Linked DNA regions of Mus musculus: region 1 is linked to region 2. Evidence: chromatin contacts called from public HiChIP or PLAC-seq data. All regions are on one chromosome and are shown on one strand. The core of a region is the stretch at or near the end of the contact, and the rest is flanking DNA. Distances in the headings are between cores, read along the strand shown. Region 1 overlaps Hivep2 (human immunodeficiency virus type I enhancer binding protein 2). Region 2 overlaps Aig1 (androgen-induced 1).

What was found. HiChIP or PLAC-seq counts read pairs in DNA pulled down with a chosen protein or histone mark.
Region 1: an H3K4me3 HiChIP or PLAC-seq map of bone marrow-derived macrophages shows a contact between it and region 2, with 4 times the contacts expected there. The contact joins two enhancer-like sites. A contact is called at or near these places in 2 of 115 datasets of contacts at active chromatin or transcription factors (bone marrow-derived macrophages and large pre-B cells).

Annotation. Positions count from the first base shown.
Region 1 is chr10:14,083,595-14,087,863 of GRCm38.p6, reverse strand. The region is part of intron 2 of Hivep2 (human immunodeficiency virus type I enhancer binding protein 2); the gene reads right to left. Among named protein-coding and RNA genes, the nearest start is that of Gm51759, 42 kb to the left of the region's middle. Within about 2 kb of position 1,558, at least 164 of the 459 cell types and tissues checked have an H3K27ac peak or open chromatin away from gene starts, as enhancers often do. A contact at or near this core is called in bone marrow-derived macrophages, where this site is marked.
Region 2 is chr10:13,682,660-13,686,833 of GRCm38.p6, reverse strand. The region is part of intron 4 of Aig1 (androgen-induced 1); the gene reads left to right. Among named protein-coding and RNA genes, the nearest start is that of Pex3, 130 kb to the right of the region's middle. Within about 2 kb of position 2,168, at least 26 of the 459 cell types and tissues checked have an H3K27ac peak or open chromatin away from gene starts, as enhancers often do. A contact at or near this core is called in bone marrow-derived macrophages, where this site is marked.

The sequences.
Region 1 (4,269 bases), core at 309-2,808, 400 kb before region 2:
AAAAAAAAAAAAAAAAAAAGCACACTTGGGCCCGGGTAGATAGCTCAGTGTGTAAAGTGCTTATTATACAAGCATGGGAACCTAAATTTATTCCCCAGAACTCATATAAAAAACTCACAGTGTTAGCAAAGACAGGAGACTCTCTGGAATTGCTAGTCAGTAAGTCTAAGAGAATCAGTTACACCGAAGGTCCTAACCTCGGTGGAAACCTTAACTGGAAAAAGCCAGGTAAATGGCAGTGAGAAATGAAAGATTGTCTTCGGGCTGCACATAAGCATGCACACATACATGTATACACCTCCACCCCTTCCCACAAAAACGCTTGGCTGCGGCTCGGTGGTAGAAAGCACACTTTCAGAACCCCATTCTTACTTATTTCACTTTCCCTGTAGAGTAATGCTTTGTTCATTCAGAGATGACAGGCAGTTACCATGTAGTAACAACCCCAGGGTCAGACCTAAATTCTTCCACTTCCAGCAAACGCTGGCCCCTTCCCAGCATTGTGTACAGGAAGTGCACAGTATCTTTAGTACTAAGCTGGACTTTATGTTGAGTGTGTCTTACAAAAAGAGAAATAAAACTTTACCAATAAGTGTAAGATCACTAAATTCACACTTTTCCATGTGAATGGTGAGAGCTAACATAATTTAAGAGTAAAGAATTATCTAAACCAGTAGAGGAACACCATGGGCAAAATGTGTATGTTTTAGGTACCCGGAGGAACTGCACAAAAAAAAAAAAAAAAGGTATATTAAGAAGTGACATTTAAATTAGATCTCAAAGCACAGATGAGGACATAATAGGTAGATCAAAATTATATCTATATAACTTTCATCTATCTATTCATCTGTACCTCATAATTAGATAGATAGATAGATAGATAGATAGATAGATAGATAGATAGATAGATAGATAGATAGATAATACTGATATAAATAATATAGATAGATGTATTTAATAGATGGTAATAAAGATGTACTGGGCCTGGGTTATTTGCCAGGCTATAGAGCTTGATTTTCCTCTACTGCCACCACTTGAAGGTGACACTGAAGAAGACAGCTAAAGAGACATGGCATAGTGTCCACGAGAGACCCTGCCTCAAAAAGATAAGGTGTATGTATGACACTTGAGGTTGCTTTCTGGCCTCAATGCAAACGGACACACTCATATATACAACCAGCCCCCACACATACAAGTCAAACACACATGAAAAATGCCCATGAGAGATTCCGTTTCTTCTATAAGAAAATGCATGTCTTATGTAACAAAGAAGATTAATACATTCAATTAATAATGTCATGGCTTGAGAAAGAGACACTTGCGTGGCCCTTACCCAGGTTTCTAATAAGGACAGGATGCTAACAGTGAAAGGACCATTTAGAAAGCTGATTTCCTTTCATCGTGCCTGTTAAGTGTTTACTTAATTCACATCCTGTGTGACCCTATGGGAAAATTTTTAACTACTGCTGGGGAAATCCCATAGGGTTACGCAGGATGTGAACTGGGCTTGTGCTGAACCACCTTCAGCTTGAAAAATAAACTGGACGAGGTGAGTTTCACTTTCTGTTTGTCATAAATTCCACACTCTACCTCCTAAAGTTCACATTCACAGAGCATCGGCCTCTCTGGATGGCAGGCCAACAGAAGGCCTGCGTTCTCACTGGATCTTTCAAATAAAACTTGTAGAAAGAATATTCCTGTTCTACAAGCGGCACAAGAGGCAAGTCAGTGCCGTCGATCAAAGGCAGTCAGTGGAGCACTCCCAGAATGCTCCTGCATACCTGCAGCACACACAGGCCAGCTGCGCCTTTCCAGTTCCTGTGAAGAATGCACAGCAAACCACTTCCCCTATAGAAAGAAAGAAAAAAAAAAAAAAAAAAAGCAGCCCAACTTACTTGCTGATGGAAACAGTGTCATACTTTCCACTGGCCAAGCTTGAAACCATTACTGATTTAACCTTCATTAATTTTTCCACAACGATTTGCAGAAATGTCAGGAAGCAGCTGTATGAAGACTGATTAATTATCCTTATCATGGCTACTTCGCCAGGCACTTGTACCCCCCCCCCCCACTCCTATTGATACATGTATGTGTAGAAATATCTAAATATATATTCTAGCATGAAAATGAAAGTCAGCCCTTTGTCCTCTGTTGGTTGAGATGGGTGGTATGGGATGTGTTACTCTGAAAATCTAGATTGATCTGCGCTGTCTTTCAAGGGCCCAAATCTGGATCTGGAGGCAACCCCATGAAATTTGGGACAGTAGCCATGAAGGAAAAGCTTGCTTCCTGCCGATTACTCAGATCTGTTCAAACAGACGCTAATGGATTCATGTCTTAGAGCAACACTGCATGTGTTAGTCAATCACAGAGGCTCGAATTCACTTCCGAAATGTGAATTAGAAAATCAAATGCCCTTTCTCTACTTTTTTTTTCAACTTTTCTTTCCTGCCTCATCATTTTAGATTGCAGGGTACCATCTGTCTCACCCCATCAAAGAACACGCTCTGCATGCCTGGCACAGACGAGGGAGCAGCACACCTCACAGCCCCACGTGTCAACCGCCGAGCATCGTTAAGGCAGGTTCGCCACCCAGTCTGGCCATCTGGGTGACTGGTTCAAGCAAGTTTGGCTTCTCGGGCAGCACTAATGTCAAGTAATACTCAGGAAGATAAACACTGGCAAACTTATTTTCCCTCTAAGACACAGGAATGTAGACAGAAATGTCAACGTGCACCTACTAACGCTGCCAACTAGAAAGCTTCAATAGCAAAGGCTTGTCACATCCCTGAAATACGAAGACAGTCCAAACCTGGCACCTTCCATAACAACTCCAATTTTAAGTAAGAACCTGTTTTTCCTGCCCTCATACTAAAAGGCAATAAAGTGGAACAGGCTTAGAACCAAATGACAACAGTATCTTTCAGAGAGACGGGGAGAGGCCCTCCTAAGACTACATAGACAACACCACAGACCATCCAAAGGCTCCCTTCTTACAGACACACTCATTCCGCAATCCAAAGAAACCCTGGTGTACAGCACTGATGTAATAACAAGAGGCATGCGACATCCAGGCCAGATCATGCGGATCTGGGCCAGAATATCAGCTTTGAATCATATCCCACACTCAATGAACAAATCATAGCATCAGGTGAACTACCTAACCTCTCTGTGCCTCACTTTTCTAATCTGTTAAATGGAGATAAAAGTAATGGCTCCATTAGAATTACTTGGTGCTTTAAATTGGCACCATTTACCACCTTTAAAGTGGCCACCTTTACCAGGCCATTAGGTCTGTATTTTTCAGTTGATGTTTCTGACTTAAGATTCATCTAAAAGTCAGAGAGACATAACATGGGAAGAGTTCCTGAATTCATTTAAGCAAGCTCATTGTATTTTTGAAAAGATGTGTCAACCATAAGGGAAGACATGCATAGATTTGAATATGCCCATTAAAAATGAATTAAATAATCTGGGGTTAATAACTTTTTTTATTGGTACTAGTAGGACAAGCATGTAATGATGGGTGACACTGGGGCAAGCACTCCTGAAGACTGTCACAACTCATCACTTCTGCTAGGCCTAGAAAGCGCAGGCAGGAGGAGCCATCAAGACCTGCATGGGCATGGACTTCATCATAGTCAAAGACTTCCTGATGAAGACAAAGGTGCCCATTTATTGACATGAAAATCAGGTGAAATGGCAGAAGGTCACATGGTGAAGAAAGGAAAGTTCTTTGACTTCCTCTTCTACCAGGCCCTAAGGCCTTGATGTGTTATGGTACAACATGGGTCTTTGTGTGGCCTAGGACTTCTCCATCCTCTTGCTGCCATGACCGTCTTTCTGCTCCCTCACAGACAAGAGTCAAAGAGAGAAATAAAACCATTCCTACCCTCTCCAATCAATGGATTTCTAGAAGAATCCTTTTAGTACCTATGCCAATGAGAGTATTTACTGATATGAAAGTGAACTGCGGATGCCACCAAGACTTCGGGAGAGACCCAGAAAGAACACGAAGGAGAGGGTTTGGTTCCTGTTTCTCTGAGCTCTCCTTTTTTTATAGAATAGAGTTTATTAAGGGCATGGGGAGGGGAGTTAAGAGGGTAGTAGAGTCAAAGAAAGGCAGACGGGGAGAGAGAGAGTAGAGAAGTAGAGGAGTAGAGACCGGTCATGAGAACACAGAGAGAGACGGTGGAAGAGGCGAGAGGACAGAGGACAGAGCAAGGGCAGGAGAGCAAGAGAGGAGCAAGAGAGAGCAAGAGTCTCTGA
Region 2 (4,174 bases), core at 919-3,418:
AAGGTTTCATTTCCTCCTGCTCGACCTGAGCCTTTTATTCCCCCCATAGTGGCCTCTCCTGTTGACTTTTATGTCTTTTATAGTACTTTTGGGTTTGGGGGGACTGTTTTGTTACGTTTTTCAGATTTTCCGGTAGTAGAGTCCAGGGTTCAAGCCAAAAGTGTGATACCTTGGCTAGTGAAGAGGTAGCTAAGGACTCCCTTCCCACCGTCAAAGCAGCTCACTCTCCTCCAAGGCCCTCTCCCCAGCTCTCCCAGCCTAGACTGGTAAGGGGCAGTGAGTGCCCTTGCTACTTGACTATGAGTTCTGTGGAGCCTCCTGAGAAGGAGGTACCTCTCCATACTCATAAAGGCAAGCACTGGAGAATCCTTGGTGACTGTTGATGCTGAGGCTGGAATGTGGTCTCAGGACCTTCTGTATGCCTCACAGCTGAGCCGGGAGGGATACAGCAAGTAAGGGAGGGGCAGCCGTGGGACAGGCCACTGTCCTTCCGTTTCTGTCCTGAAATAGATAAGCTGCAGAGGAAACTGCTTTACCAGAGGGAAGTCTGGCACTGAGGTATCTCCATGGCCCAATGACAAGTGAAACTTTGAGACAAGAATTTTCCAAGAGCAAGCAACCGAGTATGTACTGCCATAGTCAGAGGTCACGGGAACTTTGGTTTTTGCCTCCTCTAAAATGGGAACAAACATCTGCCTCTCAGAGTTGTGGAGACTAATGAACTCATAAGAAGAGTCCCTCATGAAAGTCTTTCATCTCTCTAAGCAGGAAAAATAAAAAGAATCCTGCATGTCTGCAGAGTCTCTTTCTCTTTCCCAAACAGCGTTTTTATTTTCATTCTATGTCCTGTTCTCATGGGCCTTGCTCCTCTTTCATGGTGATTGTCTCTCTGAATTCTCTATTGAGAATGTTGAAAGCATTTTTTTTTTTTTCTGAAACGTTCCTATGGTTCACGTATTAAGTTATTTCCAGAGCTCAGCTCTCCCTTGGGAGCCGAGAATGTCATTGCTTTCCCATTATCCCAATCTGCTCATTTTTTTTCACAAGTGCTTTGCCGAAAAAGCATTGTTTTCTTGGATTCTAACAAGAAGCCTGTGTGGACAACTGAGAATTTCCCACCTGACGGTGATTTGCCCCGGGTCCCTCACAGTGTTCACCAGTGTGCGGGTCACATGAGTTCCTTAGCTCTGCACGTGAACTAAGAAGGCCTGAGCATACTGTCCATGCCAATCCCCAGTACTGATTGTTCAGTTCCATCCTCTCCCACCCAAAAGGGCTGGTTCTCAGTTGCTCTCCGTGTCCCTGGAGAGCTAAGAATTAGAGGCGCTGTTGACCTTGCCTGCTCACAGATAACTTTCCCTGTGAGCCTTCCTCAGCCTCTCAGCTCCCTCCAACCATCCTGTCACTAAGGTTGCTTTCCCCTTGGCTTTCGGAATCACTGACTGAGTGGATGCTGCCGTCTCTTTGATGCAACCTGCATCTCTGTCTACCCCTCTCCCTCATTCCCCTTATGCCTTTCACCTTTTATTTCAGGACAAGGAAGGGATCTAACTGGCCACCTCTGCAAACATTTTTTTTAGTGCCCATTTTCTCCTCCCCGGCAGGGAGTCTCCAAACCTGTGCTCAGCACATACCCCCTCCACCCAAACTACTCTGTAACCTTCCACTGATGACCTCATTCCTTGATGACTTTAGTCTCCCTTCTAGACGCTTCCAGTCAATATCTGAACCCATTTCTTGACTCTGCCTTACAAACACTGCTCTTGTACGAACAGTCCCTGGGCACCTACCTGCTGCCCAGTGTGTCACAGCTGAGCTGCTCTCACGACTTCCCTACACCATATTGTATCCATTCTCACATTCATGTTTAAAAGTCAGGACACAGGGCCTGGAGAGATGGCTCAGCGGTTAAGAGCACGAACTGTTGTTCCAGAGGTCCTGAGTTCAATTCCCAGCAACCACATGGTGGCTCACAACCATCCATAATGGGATCTGATGCCCTCTTCTGGTGTGTCTGAAGAGAGCAAAAGTGTACTTATGCATAAAATAAATAAATAAATCTTTAAAAGGAAAAAAAAAAACAGTCAGGACACTGTACTGTTTGGAGAATGAACTCCTGACTCTGACTGGCTGAGCCTGAGTCATGTTCCTAATGTATGACTTGGGATAGTCATGTGACCCCTCTCTGTCTCATTCTTCTTATCTGTAGACTAGATGATTAATAGTACCCATCACCCTCAAAAGACTGTTGGATCACTATGATAATATTAATGTTCAGCTTTGCATATGCCCAGAGTACATATTGTTACTATTATTAGCCCACCTCAGTGTGGCTTAACTGTTCATTAGCAAAACCTGTACAGATGTCACAAGACATCACCAGTGACTTTTGTTCATTGAAGTTGCACATGCTTTGTAGGATCTCTATTGTTGCATTATCCCTACTTTTCAAAACACCGTCTTCCTGTAACTTCAGGACTCTTGTCAGTCTTCCCACGAATATCTCCCATGTCCGAGGATCATGGCAATCTCTCTTAGTTTCTTTGTGGTCTTTTTCCATCTACACAAAACCCCATATTGGAGTTCTTCAGTGCCCAGTGCCAGCTCCTTCACTCTCCCTGAGTCATCCCGTCTCTTCTGTGATCATCAGTTCAGAAACTCTCCTAAGCATATGTTATATCTACTCATTTAGCAATTACAAAACCGCCTCTGGCCATACCTAAATTCCCTATCCCATGCACCAACTTGCACCCCCTCCCCCAGCCCCAACATCATCAGCCATCCATTACTCATACCAGAAACACACCAGACATCCTGAAGTCATCTTTCCGGTGTCAACAACAGGCCACCAGTTGCTCAGACTTGTGCTTCCGAGGCATCTTCAGAAGCTTCACACTTCACTCTGCCTCCGGGGTTCAAACTATGATCCGAGCTCCAGAAGTGTCGCCTGAGCTATAGCATGAAGCTCCCACCCCCTGCCATCCCCCTGTCTGTCCACAGACGGTTTTTTAAAAAAATGATCTGAGTGTATAGACATCTCTTTGCCTCTATGGATTGAGTCCAAAATTCCTTACACCCTTTAGGCTACTCTTCATTACCTGGCCCTGCTGACGCTCTGGCCTCCTCCTCCTCTTCTTCCTCTTCTTCCTCCTCCCCCTCCTCCCCCCCTCCTCTTTCCTTAGTTCTCCAGCCACAATACTATCCACCTGCAGCCACTCTGTCAATCACAGTAAGTGCCCCTCATCTCTGAAGCTTTCCCTTGCTCCATATTCCATGGAGCTCACTTCTCCCAATGTAGGTCTGCCGTTGTCACCCGTCGATCAGGCTCCAATCCCTGCATCTTGTTTTCAGGGAGCTTTCCTTCTCTCATGCCCCTTATTTGGTTCAGTTTTTCTGTGGGGCATTATTGTCAGCTTTTTTGCAATTCCATCAGGGGACTTCAAAACTAGCTAGAGTCATGGGGTCTTGATTTTTGTTTCAATACTTGTTCTCAAAGTCCCCTCCCTTCGCTGTCCAGAGTAAAAATCTGTACCTGAAACCTTAAAGAAAATAGACACCCTCCTGTCTACAGGTCCTAAGTGTTGATAATCTTTAGACATGGCAACAGTCAGAATAGTACAGAAAATAGGCTTACATTAGCTTAGTGAGAGAAATCGCGATGCATGTGTGTGTTACATGAAAGTAAAGTTTGGAAACTGAATACACACATGATATATATATATATATATATATATATATATATATATATATATATATATATATATATATATGATATCAGATACTTTGCTCAATAGTAGCCACGTAAAGTGTCTACAATGTCCCCGCTATCCATTTCTCTGAGATTGAATTTCAGCTTTATTGTCCCTTTTCCCACCTGCCTGATTTACTTAAATTGCCAACAGAAACTCCTAAACTTCCAGAAGAAACCCCAAAGGCCACAATCTGCTGGAGTGACAACCCAGGCGGGAGGTGATCCAGTTTAAGCACTGGAAACATTTCAAGTAGAAGATTTTACTTACTAACAGCCTCTCGGCTTCCCTGTGGTGAGCTGCATTGGGCTTCTGAGACCAGGAGAGCACTGGAAGTCTCAGAACAGCTCCTCTAGTGGGCAGCAAGTGAGGGTTTCTGCGCCTTCCTGTACAGTGGCTCCAGGCCTGCAGAGGCTCACTATAAC